2 separate regions of the Rattus norvegicus genome follow, and region 1 is linked to region 2. Evidence: chromatin contacts called from public Hi-C data. All regions are on one chromosome and are shown on one strand. The core of a region is the stretch at or near the end of the contact, and the rest is flanking DNA. Distances in the headings are between cores, read along the strand shown.

Evidence for each region. A called contact is a pair of places that touch in the nucleus more often than the background predicts.
Region 1: a contact with region 2 is called in a Hi-C map of liver, with 5 times the contacts expected there. The contact joins the enhancer-like site here to the promoter of Gas1 in region 2. A contact is called at or near these places in 2 of 12 Hi-C or Micro-C datasets (liver and psoas muscle).

What each region holds. Positions count from the first base shown.
Region 1 is chr17:4,588,895-4,592,127 of GRCr8, forward strand. No RefSeq gene overlaps it. Among named protein-coding and RNA genes, the nearest start is that of Gas1, 100 kb to the left of the region's middle. Within about 2 kb of position 1,292, at least 9 of the 93 cell types and tissues checked have an H3K27ac peak or open chromatin away from gene starts, as enhancers often do. A contact at or near this core is called in liver, where this site is marked.
Region 2 is chr17:4,486,134-4,489,179 of GRCr8, forward strand. It overlaps Gas1 (growth arrest-specific 1), which reads left to right and starts at 1,583. Exons shown (of 1, transcript NM_001400814.1): 1 at 1,583-3,046. The coding sequence starts at 2,009.

The DNA of each region.
Region 1 (3,233 bases), core at 42-2,541, 100 kb after region 2:
TACATTCTTAAAGTTCATTACCATGAGATTGCAAATAACCTTACCCTACACTTTCTAAGAAAAATAAGAGTACGTTACTTTTAATAGATGTGTATTTAGAAAAGTTCACAGAAGCAGCTTAAATGTTGGCCTGTGTTCCTAGTGTGCTCCTCTGTGAGCCCCTCATATGCCTATGTATTTCCCGTGTGCCCCTGTGTGACCTCTGTGTTCTCCCTGTGTGCCTCCGTGTGTCTGTGTGCTCCCCCGTGTGCCCCCATGTGCCTCTCTGTATGCCCCCAGTATGCCCTTGGTGTATCCTCCATGTGACCCTGCCCCCTCCCCATGTGCCCCTGTGTACTCCAGTGAGCCTCCAGCGTTCCCTTGGTATGTCCCTCATGTGTCCCACGTGTGCCTCCCCAGTATCTAAATCGACTCTTTGTCACAGGCCTCAAACAGCAGAGCAACACGGGGATTCCATGACTAGCCCACGTGACACAGGGTCCCAGAAAAACTCCACGCTCCTAAAACAGCCCCATTTGCGGTAAATGGCTCTACAGCAAGCCAGGCCACCCTCCTAAATTACAAACCGTGAGAAATTTGTGCTGCTTTTCTTGCAAGGGTACTTCTTCCATAGAACTCAAAACAACACCTCTGGATCCCAGAGCCTCACCCGCAAACAGCCAGTCTGTATTTTAAGGGGTCTAAGTTTTCGTTGAATGCTAAGACTTGTCCGTAGGAGACACAGAAACCGCTTAGTTTCCCACCCCGAAAATGATAATCCTAAGAACAGCAGGTCTCTCCGGGACTTTGTATGACTTCATGGAATGACATCTGCCAAGAGAACATTAGGAAAAGCAAGCAAACTTGGCAGCCAGATTCCAGGGCAACAGCTGGCGAGCCACAGGTGTTGGCCAGAGAAGAACTTCAGTCCCGCTTAAATGTTCCAGAGAGTTCTTTATTATTTTAAACACCACGTTCAGAGAGTGCTTAATTTGCTCAGATTCAAAACATTCCCCCAAGGGCAGAGTGCAGAGTAAACAAGACTGGAGAGAAAGTCCCGGTCCACCTAATTTTTAATTTGCAAAGCAGAGCAGTTAAAAGCACTCGATTTCTGACAGTCTTGCCGCGGTGTGGGGTAGCTTGGGGAGAAAGGCTTTGGTGGAAAATATTCTCTCAGTTAAGTCACTCGTGATGTGTGTTCTAGATGAGCAAGAGCACTGCATCTTGTTTGCAAGGTGGGAGAGGTAAGGTCCAGAGAAAAGGCTGAACATTGAAGGGCAGAGAGGCGGGACCTTCGACAGCAGAGGGGCGGGACCTTCAGAGAACAGAGGGGTGGGACTTTCCACAGCAGAGGGGCGGGACCTTCAGAGAGCAGAGGGGCGGGACCTTCAGGTCAGAGGCTCTGCTTTCTCCTTGACCCAGCAGCATTCTTGGGAGTAGGTAATTTTTTGTTTAATTTTATTCTTGCACCAGAGCGAGCCTCTGCTCCCTCATACAGTGCTCACTCCCTCGCTCGCTCACTCTTTTTTCATCGGGTGTTCCACCATCACTGAGCCTGTGCTAGAGCAAAGCTGTGTATTGGTGATTAGATCACCCTGTTTCTCCAGGCTGTGTTTAAAGAGGGGAGATGGACAAGCCAGGATTCTGACATCGCAGGGGCTCAGTTCCTTCTAAGAGGCGCGTGTTGAGAGTATGCTCAGATCATAGGGTGGCTCCATTGGCAGCGTCTTGCCTGCCACTCTGCCGCTTAAGATAGCTCAAGCCCGCAGCTTTTGGAGACAACCTCTGCTACTTCTCTGACCCCTCCAAGTAGTCAGGGAATAAAGCTGTAGCCTTAGCTAGTAAAATCAGAGCCTTCTCCGGGAAGGTCCCAACCTCTTCTAGAAAAGTAGACTGCATGTCTACTCATAAACGATGCCAGCCACAGCAGGAAGGCGTTCCACCCCTTCCACAGCACAGTAACGGTGAGGCAGCACACACAGGCAGCATCTCAGGCAAACACAGGCCACACAGGCCAATATTTATTTTTTATTTTTCGTCAGCTAACCGGAACCAAGGAGTTTTCTCTTGTCACTGTGGAAGTATTGTTGGATAAGCATACCAAAAAATGATTAGGTAAAGAGTTAGTTATGAGAGAGAGAGAGAGAGAGAGAGAGAGAGAGAGAGAGAGAGAGAGAGAGAGAGGGAGGTGGAGGAGGAGGAGGAGAAGAAGGAGGAGGAAGAGGAAGAGGAGGAGGAGAAGGAGAAGGAGGAGGAGGAGAAGGAGAAGAAGGAGGAGGAGGAGAAGGAGAAGGAGAAGGAGAAGGAGAAGGAGGAGAAGAAGAAGAAGAAGAAGAAGAAGAAGAAGAAGAAGAAGAAGAAGAAGAAGAAGAAGAAGAAGAAGAAGAAGAAGAAGAAGAAGAAGAAGAAGAAGAAAAGAGACCTGAATAGAAAGGAGCTCCCAGCCCCAGGCCATGAGCATGAGGGAGGCTTCCTAGTAAGAGACAGACAGAAAGACAGACAACACATACGGAGCCATGATTAACAACAGGGCTCTGATCCCCTTTCTCCCATCAAACACATAAGCCCCTCTCTTTCCCTTCCACACATACGCAAAGCCATAGCAACGAGGAACAGGATGTGCAGTGGGTGAGTGGCCAGGTTTGTGGGGACAGTGGGGACAGTACCCAATGTGATGGGAGTGAGATGAATGTAAGGAGGCGCAGAGCCCAGGCCTCATGTTGCTAGAATACAGGGCATCTCTGTGGACTGTGAAGTCACTTTTAACCATCCACAAGGGTGCGGTCACCAGCCACGCCTATCCCTCTGAGGGCTGGACTCACCACCACTACTCCTACAGGGGAGTGTAGTAAAAATGCCCCCCAAAAAGGCTGGACCAGGGAGGCATCTGTGCAGGCAGAAGCCAGAGTGCTTCTGGCAGGGAGGCTGAAGCAGGAACAGGAGAGAGTGAGCTTCCAGGGGAGCCCACTCTGTGGAAGGAAAGTGCAGGCAGTGGGAGTGTGCCTACAGGCATCACCTCACAGGCCCCCAGCTGAGACCATTCTCTCACTGAGCAACTCTCAAAGCCAGAAGAGTCAGAAGATCAATGCTCCTGTGCTGGCCTGCAGGCCATCCAGAGTACAGAAAAGTACAAGCAACGATTTCTCTCCAACCCACAAAACAAACATTCGCATACAGACACTCTTAAAGATTTGTTTCTATTTGTATGTGTTGGAGTGCTTGCCTCTGTGTGTGTGTGTGTGTGTGTGTGTGTG
Region 2 (3,046 bases), core at 333-2,832:
GGCTTGCTGCCCCACGTCTGGCTAGTTCTTAAGGATACATTTGCGTTTGTTTTCTAAGACTAAACTTGGGATTAGGGTTAGGGTAGGAACAAAGTGGCTCCTCACTGCTCAGTCTGTCTCTCTCATGGTTTGAGGGGGCTGCAGAGGCACCGTTTCCTCAGCCTGGGCGGCCAGCTTTTCCAAGAGCCAGGTTAATCCGTCTGGCCCTCACTTTCGCCCTTACAAACTCTCTTAACTCTTTGGAGAGGTGGACAGTCCACTTTCTGAACTCACTGCAACTGGGGCTCCCTTTGCTTCAGCAGCGATTTGGCCTTAAAATCTGTGACAGACCGAGTTGATAGTCTCACCACGGAAAGGGGAGGGAAAAGCGCCAGTTTTTGACAGGCCACAGACTCGCGGTGCCTCTAGTGGCCAAAAGCTGCATTGAGCCACAGTTAAGGTATCTTTTGAGAGTCCTGCTCAGGCTGCAAAGCCTGCTCCACCGGTGGCTTTTGCTTTAAACACAGTGAGGAACTGAGACGTGCAGTTTACAGCATGTAGCGGGTCAGTTTATCCCCGTCCTCTGTGCTGTGACTGCAGCCAGGTGGTAGCGCTCAACATTCCCAGAGTTTTTAATGCCATGATTTGTCATTGCCGTTCGTATTACAATAAATCGTGAGTTAAGAAATGGTTTCAGTTCTTTGGATTTCTTAGTTTGAAAACGATGCCCAGTGTCAGGTCCTTACCTGCTGGAAAGGGGGACCGAAAGTGTCCTTCTTGTGGTGGTGGCTGTGTGTGTGTGTGTGTGTGTGTGTGTGTGTGAGAGAGAGAGAGAGAGAGAGAGAGAGAGAGAGAATGCCCGCGTGTGCCCGCGCGCGCAATTGGTATCTAAGTTTCTAAAGTCTCACATTGAATTCTCAAGACTCCCTGCCTTCGCTATACCCCCCGAGGTGATCAGAACTCAGAGATGAGGAGCCTGAAAATTAAAGTGACTTTCGGATTCTCTCGGATGCAAAGATGGGGGATCAGTAAGAATTAATAAAAGTGTCCCCCTCCCCACCCAAACAAAAAGGGGGCGGGGGAAGCGAACAAAAAGGCCGGTGGCTGAGCCGGATGCAGGCAGCTGGCCCTAAGCCCTGCCCGCTGGCTCTGTGCGCGAGCTGGGGTTCGGTATCCCAGCCTCCTGAAGAGTGGGAGGAGCTGGGCCTGTGTCAGGCTCCCTAAGCCGTTCCTTTCAAGCCCTGAATGCCTGAATGTGAGCTGCCCACCGCCCTCCCCCACTCTGCAACCCCACTCCAGCGGCTCGTAAAAAAAAAAAAAAAAAAAAAAAAAAAAAAAAAAAAGTTTCAACAACAACAGGCTGGACCAATAGCGGCGCGCAAAGCCGGGGAAAGGGGCCGAGCAAAGGGCGCCCGAGAGTGGAGAAAGGAGAAAGCGGGCAAGCCCGGAGCGCGCGGGGCTGGGGCTCGGCAAGCTGGAGGAGCGTTGCTAATGTTTTTGTTTGTTTGCTTTTCTATGCATGCATAATGAGGGGGCGCCGCGGCACCACACGGGGGCTCCCGGCCCACTTTTGTATTTAAAGCCCCGCCGCGAGCGAGTCGGCAGCCGGGCTCCGCGGATCCGCTCCCCAGGCTCCGGGTCTCCGAGCAGAGCCGCACGCTCCGAGTTTCGGGGTCCTCCCTGCGCCTGGCTCCCAGAACTTCCCGGAGTGCGGCCCAGGCCCGGGTAGAGGGGGAGGGGACCAAGCGTCCTGGTCGCGGGAAGGCGGGATGCCAGAGCTGCGAACTGCTACGCGCTACTGAGCCGGGAACGGAGGAGCCACCGGCCACACGACCTTCTGCAGGCGCCTTGCACCATGCACCCCCGGCGCCGCGCGCTCCTGCAGCCTCGCCGCGTCCCCCAGGGACGGCACTGAACGCTTCCAGCCGCCGATCGGAGCCGGACCTGCGTCGCCGCGCCTCTCAGGGAGCCCCGGCCGCGGTGCTGGAGCAAACACCCGCCTCTACCAGCCGCGGGGCCGCCGGCATGGATGGATGAGGACGCCCATGCCAGAAGTGCGCGGAACTCGGACAAACTTTTCCAGCGGCCCCGCGGCCGCCACCCGAGCCTCGTTTCCGCTCCGCACCGCGTCCGGCGGCCGCTGCTGCCCGCGATGCTAGCCGCACTGCTGGGCGGCGGCGGAGCCCGCTCGGGGAGCTTGCCGGGCGCCTTGCTGTGCCTGATGGCGCTGCTGCAGTTGCTGGGCTCGGCGCCGCGGGGCTCGGGGCTGGCGCACGGCCGCCGCCTCATCTGCTGGCAGGCGCTGCTGCAGTGTCAGGGAGAGCCGGACTGCAGCTACGCCTACAGCCAGTACGCCGAGGCGTGTGCGCCGGTGCTCGCACAGCGCGGCGGAGCTGATGCTCCTGGGCCCGCCGGCGCCTTCCCCTCCTCGGCCGCGTCCTTCTCGCCGCGCTGGCGCTGCCCGAGCCACTGCATCTCGGCGCTCATCCAGCTCAACCACACGCGCCGCGGGCCCGCGCTGGAGGACTGCGACTGCGCGCAGGACGAACACTGCAGGTCCACCAAGCGCGCCATCGAGCCCTGTCTGCCGCGCACCAGCAGCGTGGGCCCGGGCGCGGGAGCGGGCTCGGTCATGGGCTGCACTGAGGCCCGGCGGCGCTGCGACCGGGACAGCCGCTGCAACCTGGCACTCGGCCGCTATCTAGCCTACTGCGGCAAGCTTTTCAACGGTCTCCGCTGCACCGACGAGTGCCGCGCGGTCATCGAGGACATGCTGGCGGTGCCCAAGGCGGCGCTGCTCAACGACTGTGTGTGCGATGGGCTGGAGAGGCCCATCTGCGAGTCGGTCAAGGAGAACATGGCCCGCCTGTGCTTCGGCCCAGATGCGAGCAACGGTCCGGGCAGCAGCGGCTCGGACGGGGGCCTAGACGACTACTACGACGAAGAATATGATGACGAGCAGCGCGCTGGGGCCGCGGGCGGCGAGCAGCCCCTGGACGACGACGACGGCCTTGCGCGCCCGGGCGGCGGCGCTGCTGGGGCAGGCGGACGCGGGGACTTGCCCCAC